Linked DNA regions of Cricetulus griseus: region 2 is linked to region 1. A link is a contact called in public Micro-C data. All regions are on one chromosome and are shown on one strand. The core of a region is the stretch at or near the end of the contact, and the rest is flanking DNA. Distances in the headings are between cores, read along the strand shown. Region 1 overlaps LOC118238309 (a long non-coding RNA gene). Region 2 has its middle 26 kb from the start of Mir31.

Region 1 (4,410 bases), core at 1,438-3,937:
TCCAGTGACACACTTCCTTCAACAAGGCTACACCTACTCCAACAAGGCCACACTTCCCAATAGTGCCAGTCCCTATGAGCCTATGGGGCCATTTTCATTTAAACCACCATATGGTGGTAACATCTTTAATAGTTACAGCTACTTTCTCAGCACTCCCTTTGTCAGCAATATTAGATTCCTTCCTTTCTTCACCAAATGACACATTTTCTACATCACTTTGCTTCCATGTTGCTTTCTCTCACTGTAGACTTGGATACTAGCAGTGAGCAGAAACCATGAAACAGACTGAATGATATCTGGTCTTGACATTCTCCACCCCCCCCCCCACACACATTAGTCAATTACTTTCCAGTTTAGCTCAAGGACTTGAGTCAAATTCTTTGCCAGAATATACTGGCCCAGCTCTCACTAGCATACTTGTTTCTACATGAAGCTTCATGAACCAGACCTCCATCTGCGTTTTCTTGACTTTTCTAAAGACATTCTAGTCTTTCAAACTCCTGCCACTCAAACTTCCATTAAGCCATGCTTAATATGGCTTATCTATCCCAAAGTTCCAAATTCTTTCACACTTTTCTTGCAAACCACTTCCTAAAAATGCTAAGAACCACATGGTCAGGTTTGTTATCACAGCAAGGACACCACTCTTGGAAACTATTTTCTATATTATTTCTCTCTTTTCTGTGACAAAATACTTGACAAATAAAACTTAAGGCAGGAAGCATTTATTTTGGCTCATAGTTTGAGGGCATAGTCTTGGTAATGAAGGATGGATGGACACAGTACATCCACAGTTAGGAAAAACATGCACACATAGTACCCTAGAAACACTATCATATCTGTCTGTGCTTGTGTTGTCTGCATACAAGCCAGACATTTACACTAAAAATTATGGCAAGAAAGGAAAGGAAGAGCTATGACAATCCAGAGTTGCTTTTAAGTCCACATTTAATTACAAAGTTGAAAGGAGAGAGTACTAGTAAAATATGATTCTATGAGGACACTAAATACAACAATTGACTAAACATCCACTTTCCCTGTTCAAGCAAGAATAAAATGCACAAGCCTATACGAGCTGTCTGCCTTTTATACATGAATTTTAAAAATTATTTTTGTGTGTATTTAAGGCATGTAAAAAATATTGCAGATTATGTATAGAAAGTAAAAAAAAAATCACCGTATGAATAAAGTTAACATACCTGTCTGTTCCCACCCCCTACTCTTACACACCTTTTTGTTTGTTTGTCTCCCACCCCCCTCTCTACTCTTCACACAGCTTCCTTGTTCAGTTTTCTGGTAAGATCAGATTATACCTCACTTAGCACAAATCCTAAATGCGATTTTAAAGTAAAATTTTCTTATCTAGAACAGCATTAAATAGCAAATGAAACATCCTAAAATGTAGAGCACCCATCAAGAAGGAATAGAAAATGTATGCCTTGGGACCATCAGCAGCATCTTTCTTCCTCCTTTTGAACAAGAGAACCTGCGTTTCCTTTTGTACCAGACCAAGTGGGGTTGCTAGCTGTACCTGCCTTTAATAAACACGCAGACTGCAATGTGGTTCCAGATTTTCAGTTTTGAAAGGGCATGCCACCCCACACTCCAACCTATGCAGCGACACAGTGAAGTCCGTGCATCTTTCACCATTCTTGTATCAGAGATGAAGCCGTACTGTCTGCTGCAGATGCTGAGGTCTTCCAAGTTCTCTTTCACAGCCATGGAATTCATGTCCTGGCTGCCACATTGGCTGGTAACAAGTCACGGATAAATTCCCAGCCTCAGATATGCCTTTGGTCAAAGGGAACCGCTTGTCTCAGCTGAGCAGAATGTTGAAGTGTCATCCCACCTTCAAAATTCTACAAGGGACTGGCTGTTGGCTTTGGACTACTGAACTGCAGGATCCATTCTTGTTTGCCAAGTTCTACTTTCATTTTCTCGGGCTCGTCCCTCTCAGCAGCAGTGCCAACAAACTCCCAGTGTACCAATCTGGCTCCAAGTCTCTTTTCTCTAGATTTGGACATGAATGCAGTGGTATTGACTTTTATTAAACAAATCATGATTTTTGGAGTTGACAATTTACTGTGCTTAAGCCCAATAAATGTTTGATCATTTGCCTTCTTTTCCCTGTAGTTACAGTTGTAATTATGTCTATTTCTATCCATTCCCAACAAGAGTCTGTCATTCTAATGTTTTACACCAGGGAAACTATTTCTGTATGTTTGCTAGCCAAGAGAAACCACAATTCTTAAACAAAACATGAACTCCCTCAGAGCCACTTAGAATGGATTTTTTGCTCTTACAAGCATTTTCTTCGTGGGAGGAAAAAAATATACCAAAGCCAATATTTTAAAGTTCAATCAGTTATCATCTGGAATATTTTTAAGGAAATTATGAAACTTTTTTTTCACCATGAAATGCTTTGGGGCTAGCTTTTACTCAGAAGTTTTCAACTTCTAAACTATCAATTAAATCCTATTCTTTAACATGAGTTACTCTGGCTCTTGTTAGCTATAAAAGTGATTCTCAGTCATGTTCTTTTAAAGGAATAAAAACACCTCTAAATATGCAAATGTCTCAGACACAAGTTTCTACCGCCCAGGAACACGTCTGCTGGTTTTAGTGGTGCTATCGTGAGTAAGGGTACATTCTACAACTCATTTGGGAAATATTTGCCTGACTCAATCCTAACATTTGGCTACCAGAGTTAGGAAGATAAAAATTAATACCTTCTGAGTCATAAGGTGTGGGTAAGATATAATTCCTAATGCAAGAGAAAATTGTCCTCATGTAGGTCACTTGATCATTTTCAAACCTTGTGGATTTCACCATCAGTCCAGAACAATTTCTGGATTTCAGTAGTTACTGAGGGTCAAGTTTACCGTAATTGTGATGCAACCTTCTTAGTGAGACTTCCCAGGTCACCCCATTTGAAATTACACCCCTTCTTCCTGCTCCTTACCCTTCTGTTAATTGGTTTTGCTAAAAAGCACTTACCACCATTAACATAAACAAATGTTGCTTTTTTTCCCTGTGAGTTCCTATTTGGTTTTGCTATATTCCTGATGGCTATAGCAGACTCTGGCATTATTACTATTATTACTTTTAACAATTAATAAGAAAATGGATAAGTCTATAAGCCATCATTTTTTTTCTTCTGTGATTTGAGCTTTCAATTTGTGATTTATTTACACTGAAGATTTTGTGGCACCGTGGAAGGAAGGAGTGATGATACGGTTCCAGCAGTGAACATCTAGTCTTTTTCTAATAAAGTCAAATAAACAAATGATGTCTCTGTTGCGGTAAGGTTCACATATTTCAGCATTGCCACAGACAACTCACTGTTTTAGAAGGTTGTGGAACCTGTGGTACTGTGGCCCAGTGAGCAGAAGTGGCTCTGTCTTTGGAAACTGCACTCCCCTCTGTATTTGGCTCTAACAAGCTGTTTCCTGTTCTTCTAAGATGTAAGCAAGCTTTGCTGCAAACTCCAATTATCGCAGGCGAACCACCTGGCCCTGTGCCTCCCCTGCCCCACACCAGGCCGTCCCTAGCCAAAATAAACCCTCCCTCAAGTCCTTTCTGCTAGGAAGTTTGTGACAGTGATGTAAAAAGTAACAAATATAATCATTCATAAAATCACAGAGCGTTTCTGTGAGTATAGTGCCCTAGCCAGGCAAAACTAAGAACACCAAACTATGGCTGACTTATAAATACCGGGCTAGTTTAGGGCCTGCAATTTGATGAAATTCTTAACCAACGATAACAAGGAAATCAATGTACTCTACTCAGAATAGACCCTCTTGCTCTGTTCTGCTTCAGGTAAATAGTGTTTAAACTTAGGCATTTTTTTTTTTTTTGCTGGTTAGGAAATTAAAATATATATTTATAAAAGAGATGAAAGGAGGTAATATTAAGCCTGGTCTTAGGGAAGGAAATGCAATAATTCACACAGATACTTTCTCTGAAAGTCTTATATCATTATTCTGACTGATGTGAGCCAACATTTTGGATGTATTGTTAAGAATTTATGTTCTTTTCTTTCTTCTTCTCTTTCTTCCTCCCATCTCCTTTTTCTTAGACAGGTTCTTTTATAGGTGAGGCTGACCTCGAACTTGCCTTTTATCTGAGGATGACCTTGAACTTCTGATCTTCCTGTCTCTACCTTCCTAGTGTTGAAATTACAAAATGAATGCATTTCTTTAAATAATCATTACCTATAAAGGATCAGGTTGAGTGTATACAACTCTCAAAGAGCATCTTTACTAAGAAAAGAACAGTGAGAAAATATTTTGCAAATAAGTAGGAAACTGGCTTATCCACATAAGGCAGACTGCAGATTTACCAGATTGACAAAATGCATCTTAGTAAAATTGATGTTAGACTATAAATAAGAATTTTCCTCTCCTGCAA
Region 2 (4,495 bases), core at 651-3,150, 120 kb after region 1:
TCATATTTAAAGTCTAATAAACTGGCAGCATTACCCATCAGTTGGATGAATGGCCAACACTGAATGGGTATTTGGCATGTTCCAGTCAGAAGCTCAACAGAACTTTAATGGAAGAGATGAGCGCCTCTCTCCTATGCTTTGTGCATTATTTCTGTGTTCAAAATGGTGATGCCATCATTTGCACTTGTTTGGGGACAAACAACTTGTGTTCCTGGTTCAAAGTCTGAAGGACAGATGGTTGTTTTCCTTTACATTGATATTTATTATTTGAGATGTATCATCTCTTCTTTGACTACTTTCTGTTCAAAGTATCATGATACCTAATTTTGCATAAGCAATTAGGAAATCTTATCTATACTATTATTATAAAAGTCCCACAAATGAAGTGCTTGCATTGACTCATGTATTGGGTATTCTGACAGTCTTTCCTGGTGGGATTCATATAAAAGGATTTTTTTCCCATTTCACCAAAAGAATTGTGTTAAATGGCTACCTAATCTGATGATATCATGATTCAATAAATAAATTTAGAATTAATACATTTGCACTTCAAAGAATGCTTTGGGTTTTCCATAAATAGATTTAACTACATGTCCCTCCCCCACCCCAAACAAACAGCTCTTTCTGGATTCACATTTTAAATCGTTCTCTTCACATTTGCAGTATTTGATTTTTTTTTTCCTGTGCACAATCAGTATAAACTTGAAAGCTAATTTTCTTTCAAAAATTTCAGGACTATTTTAATAGTGACAATGTGTTTAATTGTTGTTCTTACTTCTTGATCAACGTAGCCGAGATAGTTTGAGGGTTTTCATTCTTCAAAAAGGGGGTCTTGAATTAGAGCCATCTTAAGTGAAGTGTAATGATTCCTACTATTGTGTACTGAACACTATTAATCAGGCCCTGACCTCCTGACACATAACTTCAGTGTAGAAAAGATAGAAACATTTCATGCACCTGCTTTATCAGGAAAAATTAAACTTGAGTCTCACACATAAGTCTTGGACTCAAATATGTGCTCATGTTAGTGCAATTTGTGTAATAAACTAACCCTACTTGACTTGCCTTTTTTATAGTTGGCTAAGCAATGAATACCATTTCATTACTGAACATCTGGTGATTAATTTTCATCTTGGTTGAATAAATAATTTTTACACTGAGATGTTATCATATAATTAATGAAACATCACTGTGAATCCTGCTCGTCCCCTTTCTGCACCCCACCTGTAGAATTTTTCTTGGGGGTAATGGAGCCTTTATTAAAATGTAATTGCATTTACTTGCAGAAGACAATTTCCACTCTCTTACATGAGGGTAAAAGGCCTCATGCTGCGTTTGCAGAGACCACAGACAAAAACCCTGTGTATATAATTCTGTATTTACTTGAAATTTTCCAAGATGGAACTTAGTCTCTATCTTCAGGTAGCTGAAATTTAGTTAGAAAGGACTAGGGAAGCACACACCTCTGCTTATACACTATATTATTAAACACGAATCTCCCGGGACAGTAAAAATGATGTTCTTAGAGACATGGCAGTACAAAGAAAGGGAACATTCATCCAAAGGGAAAGTTAGTAGAGAGATTCAGAGCGCCAAGCCCTCTCTAAAATAGCAGAGATCTGGGCTTGCATAGGTACCTAGCAGGGGGTTGGGGTGGGGGTGGAGGTTCGACGCAGCCAGTGTCGCGAATATAAGGGATGGTAGAATTCCCCCACTGGCCTTGAAGGTCGTTTAGACTCTCAGGGGAAGGGGGATGGTGTCGCCACCCTACAGGGCTCCGAAGGACCCCTGGCGGCATAGCTTTCAATATGTCCGGAGGGCTGTGGTTCAAGCAGGTGGCTGTGCGGTGACTGCAGCATGGGCGGTGACCATCTTGTCCTTGCCAGGCCGCGGCGCTGGGGAGCTGCACCGAGCGCAGCTAAAGCTGACCGGGCGGAGGCGCGGCCGGGTCCCTCTCGGGGCGGGGCCAGGGCGGGGCGTCGGGCCGCGCGGCAGGTGTGGGCGTGCGGAGGTGGCACAGCCCGCTGCGTCTACGACCTGCGCACAACGCGGGATGAAGACGCGCACGCGGGGCTCGGAAAGGCCTCAGGTAAGCGGGCGCGGGCATTGGCGCGCGGCGAGCACCCGGGGGACCAGGGACGAGGTGACCCCGCAGGGCGCGTGGGGAGCGGAGCGCGGTCCTGCACCGTCACCCGCGCTCGGCCATATGCCCGGGCCGCGCGCGATCCTCGAGCACGCGGGAACCGGAGCGCGATGGTCACTGGCGCTCTCGGCTGGGGCGTCCCTGTGCGGCCCACGCACCACTTCAAACTCCCGGTGCTTGGAAACTTTCCGGGCTCCTCGGGGCTGGGAGGGGGTGAACAGAAATCAGGCGCGCGAGGAAAACCCTCACCAGGACGTGTCGTCTGCTTTCAGAGCAGCCACAGTGGGAAAAGGGTGTTCCCAATACGCCGACCCTCTCTCGGTGACCCCACCTGAAAAGTCCCTGCTCCTCTAGGGAGACAGTTGTTGCAGGGTTCCCTTAGTTAGGCAGTGGCAACGCAGAAGGCAGCGAAACAGGCACAAAGTGCCCCCCCCAACACCTCAGCTTCTCAGGGGGACAGCTTTGTCCCTGCCCCAAAGGCAATAGGGCTAGGAATGGGGGCTCAGAACCTGCACCCAGTGTTGGAGCAAGTGTCTGTGGCTCGGGCCACAAACACCCGGGGGTGCCTTGCGGATTCCGAATCGGGCCTTTCAGCTTCCTCATTGAAGTCTTGGCACCTTTGAAGTGGAATTAGGGCAGGAAAAAAAAAAAAAGTAAGGTTTTTGTGCAGAGTTTATTACCTGTGGATTAAAATGCTTGGTAGGCAGAAGTTTCAACAAGGCTCAGTTTTATAATTTGTTTTGAGATAGTTTTTGTTGAGTTAATTTTTGTTTGAAGTGATTGAAAGGTGACTCTCAACTTTAGTGAGTTTGTGTTTGGTTGAAGTGGGGGCTAACTTTTAAAGTTGTTTTTCCACTCTTATTCTGGTTATTTTTCAGTATCCCCAGAGTTAATTCCGTAGGCATGTTCTTTATCTTGATTTTTATCATCAAAAAAGGGTCAAAAGAATAATGTTTAGTCACATTCCCTACCAAAGAAGTACTATAGCTAGCCTTCCTTTTCCTTTGTAATTCGTGCAGAGCCTCTTGGAAACTAGGTTGGGCCCCAAATTGGCATTTTTGATTTGTGATTAATTTTTTTTTTTTGGAGGGTGGACCTCATGGAAGTTTTTTGCTTTACATCGTGTTAGGTCTTTATTATATATGTAGCTATTGGTTTCATGGTAGATGTGAGAGAAAGCAAGAAACCTGAAAAGTATCTAGTAGAATCTGGGTGAAGTTTTGTAAGTTCTGAAGAGTATGTAGTAGTGACAAAATACTTGACTGACGTGGGGTTGGCTTGTTTTCAGATTTTAAATAGGTTAATGTAAGAAAGAAGCTATGAAATTTTTAATATTTGAGCATCTTTATAAAACAGAAGTGGAAAAAATGGAAAGCAAAACAATTTTCCTGTGTATCATTTTTTCCTCTTAGTTTGAAATCAACTTTCTTAATTTGGCCCAAAGTTGAAGCTATAGTTAAAGACAGTTGTTAACTATTTAGGGTAATTACAGATCATTAATTGATTTACTTTAATAACACTTTTCTTCAGTGATAGGTTTTGTAGGATGTATTTTGCTGGGTATATTGACCTCTTGAGATTAGGTACCATTAAATTTTCCATAGTCACAATTTCTCTTCATTACTTGTGTCTAAGTATTTTTAGCCTCTGAACATTGTGGAGGCTCTTAAATTTAAACTGCAAAAAGGCTAAAATGTAGTCACTGATTGTTAACATTTTAGGATAAAGTATAGTATTAAATGCTAATATAGAATGAAGACATTTTAGGGCAGATAATTCTCTAATCATAAATAAGAAAGAACTCATAATAAATTGTTGACATCTTCTTGATGTATCTACCACAAATAGTTGAGTAAAAGTAACCTCTAAAGGTTTCAAAAGTTTTAATGAGAGAGAAACTTTGTTACAACATAGTTCTGTAATGTGGGAAACAAACAAACAAACAAAAAAACCTGTTGAATCTAGAGTAGAGCCAGCCTAAGTAAGAAATGGTGAAATTTGAGATCTTTGAATTGTGAGCTATGCCTTCACTGGGGGCTTTTAAACAGTGGCAATACATGTGTAGAAAGATCAGTTATTTAATTTGTACATGTAAGCGCCCTAACATGCTTGCTTGGTTGGCAGAGTCTCTGGCTATTTTTCATTCCATGCTTTTCTATGAGGGAGACCCTAGGGAGTTATCAAAAAAAAAAAAAAAAAAAAAATGGGAGGAAGTTTGTGATGAGGTGGAAAACTCTAAGCATAGCTATGGGGAAAATGTGTGTTGGCTTTAGTAGTAAGGAGGGTAAAAGGTGGAGTTTAGGCTCAAGATTTACTTGTAGATTCTCTAGCATTTTCTACTTTATTGTATAA

Evidence for each region. A called contact is a pair of places that touch in the nucleus more often than the background predicts.
Region 2: a contact with region 1 is called in a Micro-C map of the CHO-K1 cell line, with 4 times the contacts expected there. The contact joins two enhancer-like sites. A contact is called at or near these places in 3 of 8 Hi-C or Micro-C datasets (the CHO-K1 cell line and fibroblasts).

What each region holds. Positions count from the first base shown.
Region 1 is chr2:59,048,999-59,053,408 of CriGri-PICRH-1.0, forward strand. It overlaps LOC118238309 (a long non-coding RNA gene), which reads right to left. Exons shown (of 3, transcript XR_004768215.1): 3 at 710-2,010. Among named protein-coding and RNA genes, the nearest start is that of Mtap, 89 kb to the left of the region's middle. Within about 2 kb of position 2,688, at least 2 of the 6 cell types and tissues checked have open chromatin away from gene starts, as enhancers often do. A contact at or near this core is called in the CHO-K1 cell line and fibroblasts, where this site is marked.
Region 2 is chr2:59,170,276-59,174,770 of CriGri-PICRH-1.0, forward strand. No RefSeq gene overlaps it. Among named protein-coding and RNA genes, the nearest start is that of Mir31, 26 kb to the right of the region's middle. Within about 2 kb of position 1,901, at least 6 of the 6 cell types and tissues checked have open chromatin away from gene starts, as enhancers often do. A contact at or near this core is called in the CHO-K1 cell line and fibroblasts, where this site is marked.